Linked DNA regions of Acanthopagrus latus: region 2 is linked to region 1. A link is a contact called in public Hi-C data. All regions are on one chromosome and are shown on one strand. The core of a region is the stretch at or near the end of the contact, and the rest is flanking DNA. Distances in the headings are between cores, read along the strand shown. Region 1 holds the start of commd10 (COMM domain-containing protein 10). Region 2 holds the start of LOC119019151 (dmX-like protein 1).

What was found. A called contact is a pair of places that touch in the nucleus more often than the background predicts.
Region 2: a Hi-C map of muscle shows a contact between it and region 1, with 7 times the contacts expected there. The contact joins the promoter of LOC119019151 here to the promoter of commd10 in region 1. A contact is called at or near these places in 3 of 4 Hi-C or Micro-C datasets (liver and muscle).

Annotation. Positions count from the first base shown.
Region 1 is chr5:21,968,166-21,972,684 of fAcaLat1.1, reverse strand. commd10 (COMM domain-containing protein 10) reads right to left here and starts at 2,539. Exons shown (of 8, transcript XR_005074889.1): 1 at 2,266-2,539; 2 at 797-887. It overlaps ap3s1 (AP-3 complex subunit sigma-1), which reads right to left. Exons shown (of 6, transcript XM_037099307.1): 6 at 3,417-4,240. The coding sequence ends at 4,112.
Region 2 is chr5:22,219,406-22,223,457 of fAcaLat1.1, reverse strand. It overlaps LOC119019151 (dmX-like protein 1), which reads right to left and starts at 1,555. Exons shown (of 50, transcript XM_037097476.1): 1 at 1,207-1,555. LOC119019153 (a long non-coding RNA gene) reads left to right here and starts at 811. Exons shown (of 4, transcript XR_005074948.1): 1 at 811-901.

The DNA.
Region 1 (4,519 bases), core at 1,290-3,789:
GGCTTGTCAGACCAGCAAAATCAAAGGTTAAGCAATTACCATTAATTAGAATGGCTCTGAGTAGAGAGCATACCTCCGTATAGGCCCTACAGTCTCCTTTAACTTAATCAAGCCTAATCAAAAATCATAAATCTGTTTTTTGTCATCACTATCTATGCATTTTCCCTGAGAGTAAATCTACAAAAAAAAAGCCCTTGCACTGTTCCTGGATCCATCCCTTTACCAGGATGCACCCCACAAGGTAATGGGGTCTATTCTGGGCAACAACGCATCCTCAATCCAAGTTTGGTGAAAATCTATTCTTGAGTTTTTGTGCGACCCAGCTGACAAACCAGCCAAGCAACAAACGGTCACAGGTGAAAACGTAACAGTGGCACCATTTCATCAATGAGGAAGCCATATCAGTCAGCAGTCATGCAACAGTCACTCTAAATGTCATATGATACGATCTGCTCTTTACATCATTATCATTATCACTATCATCACAATGTCTTTTGAATTACATATTATGATTGAACAAAATTAATGTCATTCAGCAAGTCAAAAAAATCTAATCAACCAGACTAATTGTTCATGGAATGAATGGCTGACATTTTTTGTCAGCCAGCTAAATCTAATAAAAAAAACCTGAATGGTCAACAGGGCCAGGCATGAGTGCACATTCATTAGAGCAAGTCTGACTGATGCACTGATAAGTCATCATGCATGCACTGCTCTCTCTGGCGCTGCAGCTTTTCTGCAAAAGCCTCAGAAGCCTCTTGTCTTTGTCACAGATAGCACTGTGCAGTGTCTGTACCTTCAAATGAAGCTTCTGGATGATGCGGGAGATCAGCCTGGAGAATTTGTTCGCATCAATTGCGTTGATGAAAGTCACCGCTTCTTTTATGCTGTTTGGAAAGAAGAGTCATGAACGTTGATGACAGCGGTGTGGAAAGTACTCAGATCTTTCAGTTAACAAACAGAATAAGACTTTACGGACCAAGCATCATGTCCTAGATGAAGATGAAAGGCATTTCACTCTAGCTGTCAGTGAATTTCAAAGGTAACTGCAATGTATATATGACAGCAAAGACAGATTCAAACATATCCCAGTGACAACATTCAGCATCAGCAGACAGGAGGTTTCCACAGAATAAATAAGACCATCTGTGTGAAGACTGAATGGCAGCCTGAAATGAGGTTGTGTGTAGACATACTGTCACACACACACTCAGCCAAAGTAACCAAACTTCATAATAACAATCGATAGAGAACTTTCAAAATCAATTTTTACAAAAACCTAAGCACTGCTTATTTATAATGACCAGTTATGAAGAATGGTGCTTTTAGGCCCAGTCTGTGCATCTTATATTACAGTTATATTTTCATGTTATATCAGATTTTCATGGCACTATAATCTGGGTAGGTAAGACTCCAGTATCTTCAGGAGTGATAAGTGACTTGAATTGAGACTTGACTTGCCTTAATTGAATAATCGACTTGACTTGATTTGCCTGATAAAAAAATGACTTAAGACTTGCCAGGGACTTGGACCCAAATTATTTTAGTCACATGTCTGACACAACTATTACCAATTCAGAAGAATTGTGACTTTAAGCCTCAGTTTGTGATTGTTAACTATTGCATTTGTACATTTTAATACAAAGTACTATGGCATTTATGGTAGTTTGTTCTGCTACCTCGTTTGACACTAAAATAATGCATCAGTTCTATAGTAAAACTAGTAATAATTAGAAACAACAACAACAAACACTAATACATCAACATCAGTTGCAACTTAACAATAAACAATCAACTAATATATTATGTGTACAGCATATTGTTGATTGTTAACAGAAACCAACGATTAACTCCTCTCAAATGTAGCGCAGTATTGATATTGTACTGAGTCTAGAAGACAACAGTGAACTGTCAATATCTCACAAGCATGTAGCTGCTTCACTCCACCACAACACAATGAGTCCTCATGTAACGTTACAATTTAACGTACAGGTTTGTTAGATGAAAGTGGAAGAAGGAAGCTACAGAGGGCTAATTTCCCCCCCGAAAAAGAGCGACAAAATCTGATAATAACGCAGTTTAACGATGGCATCAGAAACACAAATCTTCCTCAAGCTAGTTCTGTGTGTTAGCTCGTATTTATCAATGCACCTCATCAAAATATCGACAACTTTCATGAAGCTGCGTTAGGCTACAGGTAACTTAGCTTGACGTTAGTTACGGGAAAGACTATTTGTCTCGGTATTAAAGAAAGAAGCTGCCCACCTTTGTGTTTCTTTGATAAGTGAAGTCATTGTTGTCTGCTGTTTTTTTCTATGAATGAAAAATTAAGAGCTGTGTCGAAGTGTCAAAGCAGCAGCAGCATCCTCTCACTGTTGTTATTCCTCCTTCCTGTTGTCACGAGACAGACAGCGGCACATGTGACAGTCAAAGCTGCGGCGAGCATGCGCAGTGAAGAACGAATTACACACAAAAAATAACTTTAAGTGTCACTTTATACTCTAACACAACAGTGTAAAGAATAATATGTCAACCGATTTCACAGTAACTGTGACCACACAGCTGAATCCGGTGGCGCGGTGTTTGCGTAAAAGCTGCGCACAACTGAAGCGTCTACTACAAGAGTAAGTACGGAATATGTAATGGACACACAGAGCCGGCGACAAATGCGCAGGGAAAAGCGTAAGACTACTGCTGCTTCACTCATTTTGATAATAATGGAGTCAGAAATGTTGGCTGGTTTCTTATAAGTCATCAATTACTGATCAGAGTTTGTGAAGGATAAACCACGTCTGCAACCAAGTGTTCATTATTAATAAATGAAATAAATATGAATAAATAAGTAAAATATTAAACAATGTGCCATTATATTTTATTGCATAATGGTCAAAACTGCAAGTGCACAAAAAAAACTGAACTGAACTGATAAAGAAGAAATCCAGAGAGGCATAACATCTGCACAGGACTATTAACATGATCTCAATATTACTTCTTTTTTTTCTTTTTTTTTAAATATCACGGTTATCATCTGGCATGTTGTGACAGCCCTGGTGTTAAGTGAACCATGTTAACCAGATCATCTGCAGACGTTTCTTACTTGGAATAAGTGGTCAAATAATCAAAACAGGCAAAGACTTTTCACTACCAAAAATTTGACTGTAAAGCATTAGCATTTTTATTCAACATTAATACAGTCATCAGTTACACCTATTAGCTCTTTTATTTCACTACATTACCCATACCTTAAGTGAGAGCCTGCCACATACTGAATTTTTTAACAAGATCTCGTAAGTGAAACATCTCCAAGGACAAAATAATGATATGGTGTATCTAAGACTATTTGTTTAATGTACTGTCTAAGACACATATTGATAATATCAAACAACAATAATAAGGAAAAACGACAAACAGAACGGTTGAATTTCGACAGTTTATTATGTTGAAAAAGAAGAGAAAAAAGTTCATGCACAGATTAAAATTAAGAGAAATATTTGATAAGACATGATAAATCATTTAAAAATATTTTGCATACAAATAAGAAAAGAAAAAAAATCATTTCAGCATATATTCATATTTCTATCACACAGCATATCTGCAATATAATAATATTGTTGACTGATTTTACCAGCGAGCTGTAATGTATGACTTCCAATACTGTAGCAGACCTGTTCCAATTTGGTATTTGAAATGGTTTCATGCTCTTTCCTCCACTAGTTGAAGTCTTTCCCGAAATGTCACCACCCACCACACTTTCTCTTTAAAGTAAACACTTGTCAGTGAAATAATTTCAGTTACAAACTGACACAGATCAGTACTGTAGCAGCTAAACGTCAAGGGCCAACCCCCAGCGAGGCAGAAGGAATGTACCACTGATAAATAAATACTTAAATTTTTCCTTCCAACAGATTAAAAAAAAAAAAAAAAAACACATAAAACACTCTTTTTTTAATAGGAAAAACAAAGACATAACAGCCAGAACAAGGAGTGTCAAATCACACAGTACCTTCAAGATGTATAGTTTTGATAAAAGTTAGTAATTTGAGGTTTTGGTAAACAGATTGCATCACGGTAAACATTGGCTGACATCTGCAGGCTCAGGATCTCGCTGCCACTATTTGAAGGAGGGTAAATTTGGCACTTTTATGCTGATGTCACCAATGTTGATGTTTCTGGGCATTTCCGGGAGGTTCATGTTCTTTACAGCTGATACGGCACGAGCAGGTGCTCCTGCAATACCGGCCTGCACACACATACACACACAAAACACACATGGAGGGGATGATAAGATACAAATCAGTAAATCAAAAATCATGCTGTACACGACAAACACACACACACACACACACACACACACACTGAACTGTGAACATTGGACACACATACACACGCACAGTGCTAAACAGAGACAAACAACTGCTGACAAAATGCAAAAGCACTGACAGCTACTCGGACAGACAACATGTGCAAAATGTACATTCAGATGCCTTCATAGCTTCATATGCACATGCATTATTTGGTT
Region 2 (4,052 bases), core at 306-2,805, 250 kb before region 1:
CTGACAGGTACTGGATTGTGTGCCTTTAATGTTTGTTCTAGCATAGGAGATAATTCCTGTGGCCATTTTCTGACGCACTTGTAACATTTAAAAGACACATAGCCAATGTGGTCTAACCTGTCTGATGTTTTTGCTGTGCCTTTTTGGAAGCGTCTTGTATCTCCACCAAACAGTGATACCTCAGACTACCTAAGCTGTCATTTTATTTAGCCTGTGACACTTCACCTAACATTTGTGAAAGTGTTTGCCATCAGTAAGATATGAATGCATCAGACGTGCATTTACAATGAGTGAGATGTACACAAAATGGTGGAAAATTAAAAATTGTATGTAAACAGCAGCGCGACTGGTTCAATAAATGTATCACAACTTCCACTGAGGATACTGAAGTAAAGGATAGGACAGGTTATGGGTGGGTAACAACAGAAATGCCTGAATACAGTGTCGGCAGTGTTCCACCTCTGTATGCTGGCAGTCAATCAAGTCCAATGGATATAAAAGGGCCATTATTAAAAAAAAAAAAAAAGAGTGCAGAGCAGGTGTGAGTAAGCCAAGTGGGTCACCACAGTATGGGCTTACACCTCACTACAACACTAAAACCTGCTAGGTGACACTTGTGTGTCAATTTGTCTTGCCTGTTTAGTTACACTAACCTTTGCTGCAGGCACAGGTAGGGTCGATATAAGAAAACTGAATGCACACAAAAAATTAAATCCATATTGCCAGTTTAAAAGTACTGCTGATTTAGATACATCTCATTTTTGCTCAGGCACAAAGTACACAACTTGCGGCACGGGATAACGTTGTGCCTGAAAACTCTTAAATGTCAAAGTTTGACCCAAACATTCATAGAATAATCGCAGCAGCAGCAGCGTTAAACTGCCTTATGACTGGAGAAAATGTGAGTTACCGTTTTGTTTCCTGTGCTGTGGCACCTCACGTGATATCGCTTCACACGCCAGCACATTAAGGCAGAAAATGTCACCACATATGACCAACAGTGTGTCACCCCGCTCAGATAAATCCCGCTTGTAACTGAATACGTGTCTCAAAAGATTTTGATCAAACACTTCATACATTAGCTGCCCGTTTCCCAGTCCTCGAATCAGACGCTAACTTAGCTGTCAAGTTTAGCTAGCCGTCTGCAGTTTACACAACAAGCAACGTAACACATCCAAGCGTCAGAGAAAGTCATTAGCTACTTACTTTGTGGTGAAAAACGGACACCGGTCACTGCTTTCAATGGCTGTCTTTGATGAATGTAGCTCTCCGACGTTAAATATTACGGATACGGTCTCCACAGTTAGCTAGCGTTAGCGCCTACTAGCTTGGGAAGCTGTCTTTTAGCGAGCGCCTGAGCCAGAAAGCTAGCTGTTAGATCACTTGTGTCACACATTCAGCGCCCGACAGTGTCAGCTTGCCAATATCAGGAGCCTTTTAATCACTTCTCAAAATGCTAACCATAAGAAGGAGCCAACCTCTCCCCAAGGTTAGCAAATAAAACGCTTCCAAGGAGGAAGCTTTTCCTTATGTTGAAGATGTGTCATGATAGTGACTGTTTCGCTGCAATGCATTGTGGTCCTTGTAGTTGCGTTTTGACAGCAGGGCGGCAGGACAGTTTTGTGCGACCTGCCCTGCCCACATACAGACGTAGTCGTCATTCAACCTGTGCACAGGAGTCAAAATGATGTGCCAGCATCTGTGAGCTTAGTATAGTCAGATCTGTGGAGATGCATGGACTGACTTGGCTATCTACGGTCAGGTGTACCATGTCCAATAGTCATAACAAAACACTGTACACTAAATACCGTTCCCAAAGCTGCATTCATGCATAACACACTGCAAGAATAAGCCTGACTATCTGCTAAAATGCAGACAGTTGTGTTTTACCGATTTCTATACGGAAGTCTATAGAGGACTTTATTAAAATAATGACGTAAACTTGTATTATGAAATGTAATTCCACAGTAGAATTATAGTTGTGTACATATGTATGTGTTATCTGAGTGAAAATAAAAGTGATGCAATTCATAAATTATACATGAGCATTTTCCCATTCTTGTATGGTTATGTTAAAATGACTGTGGAAAAGCTGTTTTACATTTTATTCACATAGACTCAGAGGCTGCTCTGTGGTGGACAATGTTCTGATTAAGATTAATTGTCAAACAGCTTTTTGCATTGCGCCCGTGCCACTATGTGAAAATGCTGACGCAAATTGAAATAGTGTTTCTTAATTTGAATTTTCACTCATAAAACACATACAAATGTGGGAAAATTGCAATGCAATTGGAAATTTACATCTTAATTTTCAAGTTTACATGTTAATTTTCTTATTGGCCTCCATATTCATGGATTGGGGCGATTTCTGTGTGTGAATTTCTCATGTGTACATTGTGTCAACAGGTTCGCCTTACGTGTTTCTGTGTCAGTCTTAATTCCCAGAAATATAAGTCATTGCTGAACTGAGGTCACTGAATCTGTCTTTTCAACTTTTCTAATGGTGTCAAGTTTTACTCCACAACGTCTAGTCAATCGGTGTGACGTTTAATTTGAGTGTATCTTCAAATGACCTGTTCTTTAAAGACCCCACATTAAGCCTAAATAACCACAGGGTGTCACTCTTGCTCAATACACCAGATTCCAGTTTCCTTTGACCGGTGCAAATGGATGAGCTGGATCATCACTGCTGCACTTCTGATCTGATGTAATATTATTTCTTATTCCGGAGCACACTTCCTCTATTCAACATATATTTAAGCTTGTGTAAACATTTCGCAATATCAGCATTTTGGCCAATAATAACATTCAGACTCATTCATTGCAACATGACATTTAAGGAACACAGAATAACACAACATAACACTGACACTTCTAACACAACGTCATACCTAATCTCATATATCCTCAATATCATGTGAAGCCAGCAGCTCGCATCTTGATTTCTACCTGCACACTCTGGACTAAGCACTGTTGAATGGGCGAGTGAATGGCGATGGGGGTTTTTTGGAGCCTTCAAAGTCAATTTATGCATGTGGAGTTAAATGGGACAGACACTGCCCATGAATAATTAAAATGGCTGACATGTCAGTAACATTAGGGGAGGTTGGCGACATTTATTGTCGTGGCAGTTGCAGAGTGGTGATGATGAAACTGTTGACTCCCCAGTCAGGAAGTAGGTCACAGCATTATTAAAGATGTAGCTCCATAGTATAACTCTGCTAAATATTACATGGCCTGTCAGTTTTGACACACACACACACACACACACACACACTCATGACCATCGAATCGCTGAAGGTTACATTTACGTGCATTAGATGCAAAGAAAAAAACATAAAAATAACATTTGTGTGCATGCACAAATAGGCACGCACACACACCTTAGCAAAACAATGTCACCTTATTTTGCTTTCCAATCTCAGTTTTCCATCGCTGGGTTTGACTTTGAGCAACGTCGTCTGAAGTAAAGAGAATACTTTCATAGGCAAACTCCGCAGTGTTTGAGGGATATTGCTGTTCAGTGTGATATTGAATTCTCTGAGTTTTTGCGTGTGTAGTTCTCTGCCAGCAGCAGCTTCTTAAGACACTAAAGAGAAAGAAGAAGAAGAAAAAACACTCAGTTATACACCCTGCTATTTGAAACTTGAGTCTAGGTTAGTTATGTGTTGAAGAACCCTCCTGTGTCACAACACGGTCTACAAGATATCTCAGACTGATACCGACTTACTGACTAAAAGTGGTACCTTGTGTGAATAGTTTTCAGTTATAGTGGGCATCATGTTCTCTCAGGCTAAGTCAGAATTTCAGTGTTAGAGGCAGAGAGCTAGAAGATAGAAGAGGTCCTAAAAATATCTCATCGTCTCTGTGCTCGGTCCAAGATTTATTTGGCAGCATCCCTAAAAACAACCTGCAGAACTGTTAATCTGGAGAAAATGGGCACGAAATGTCAGCACTGTTTTAAAATAATAACTGTATAAATAGACTGTGGACGTAATCCAAGTAGCTGATGTAATGGTTTGTTGCTGGAGTTTAGGGTGCACATCGTTTTA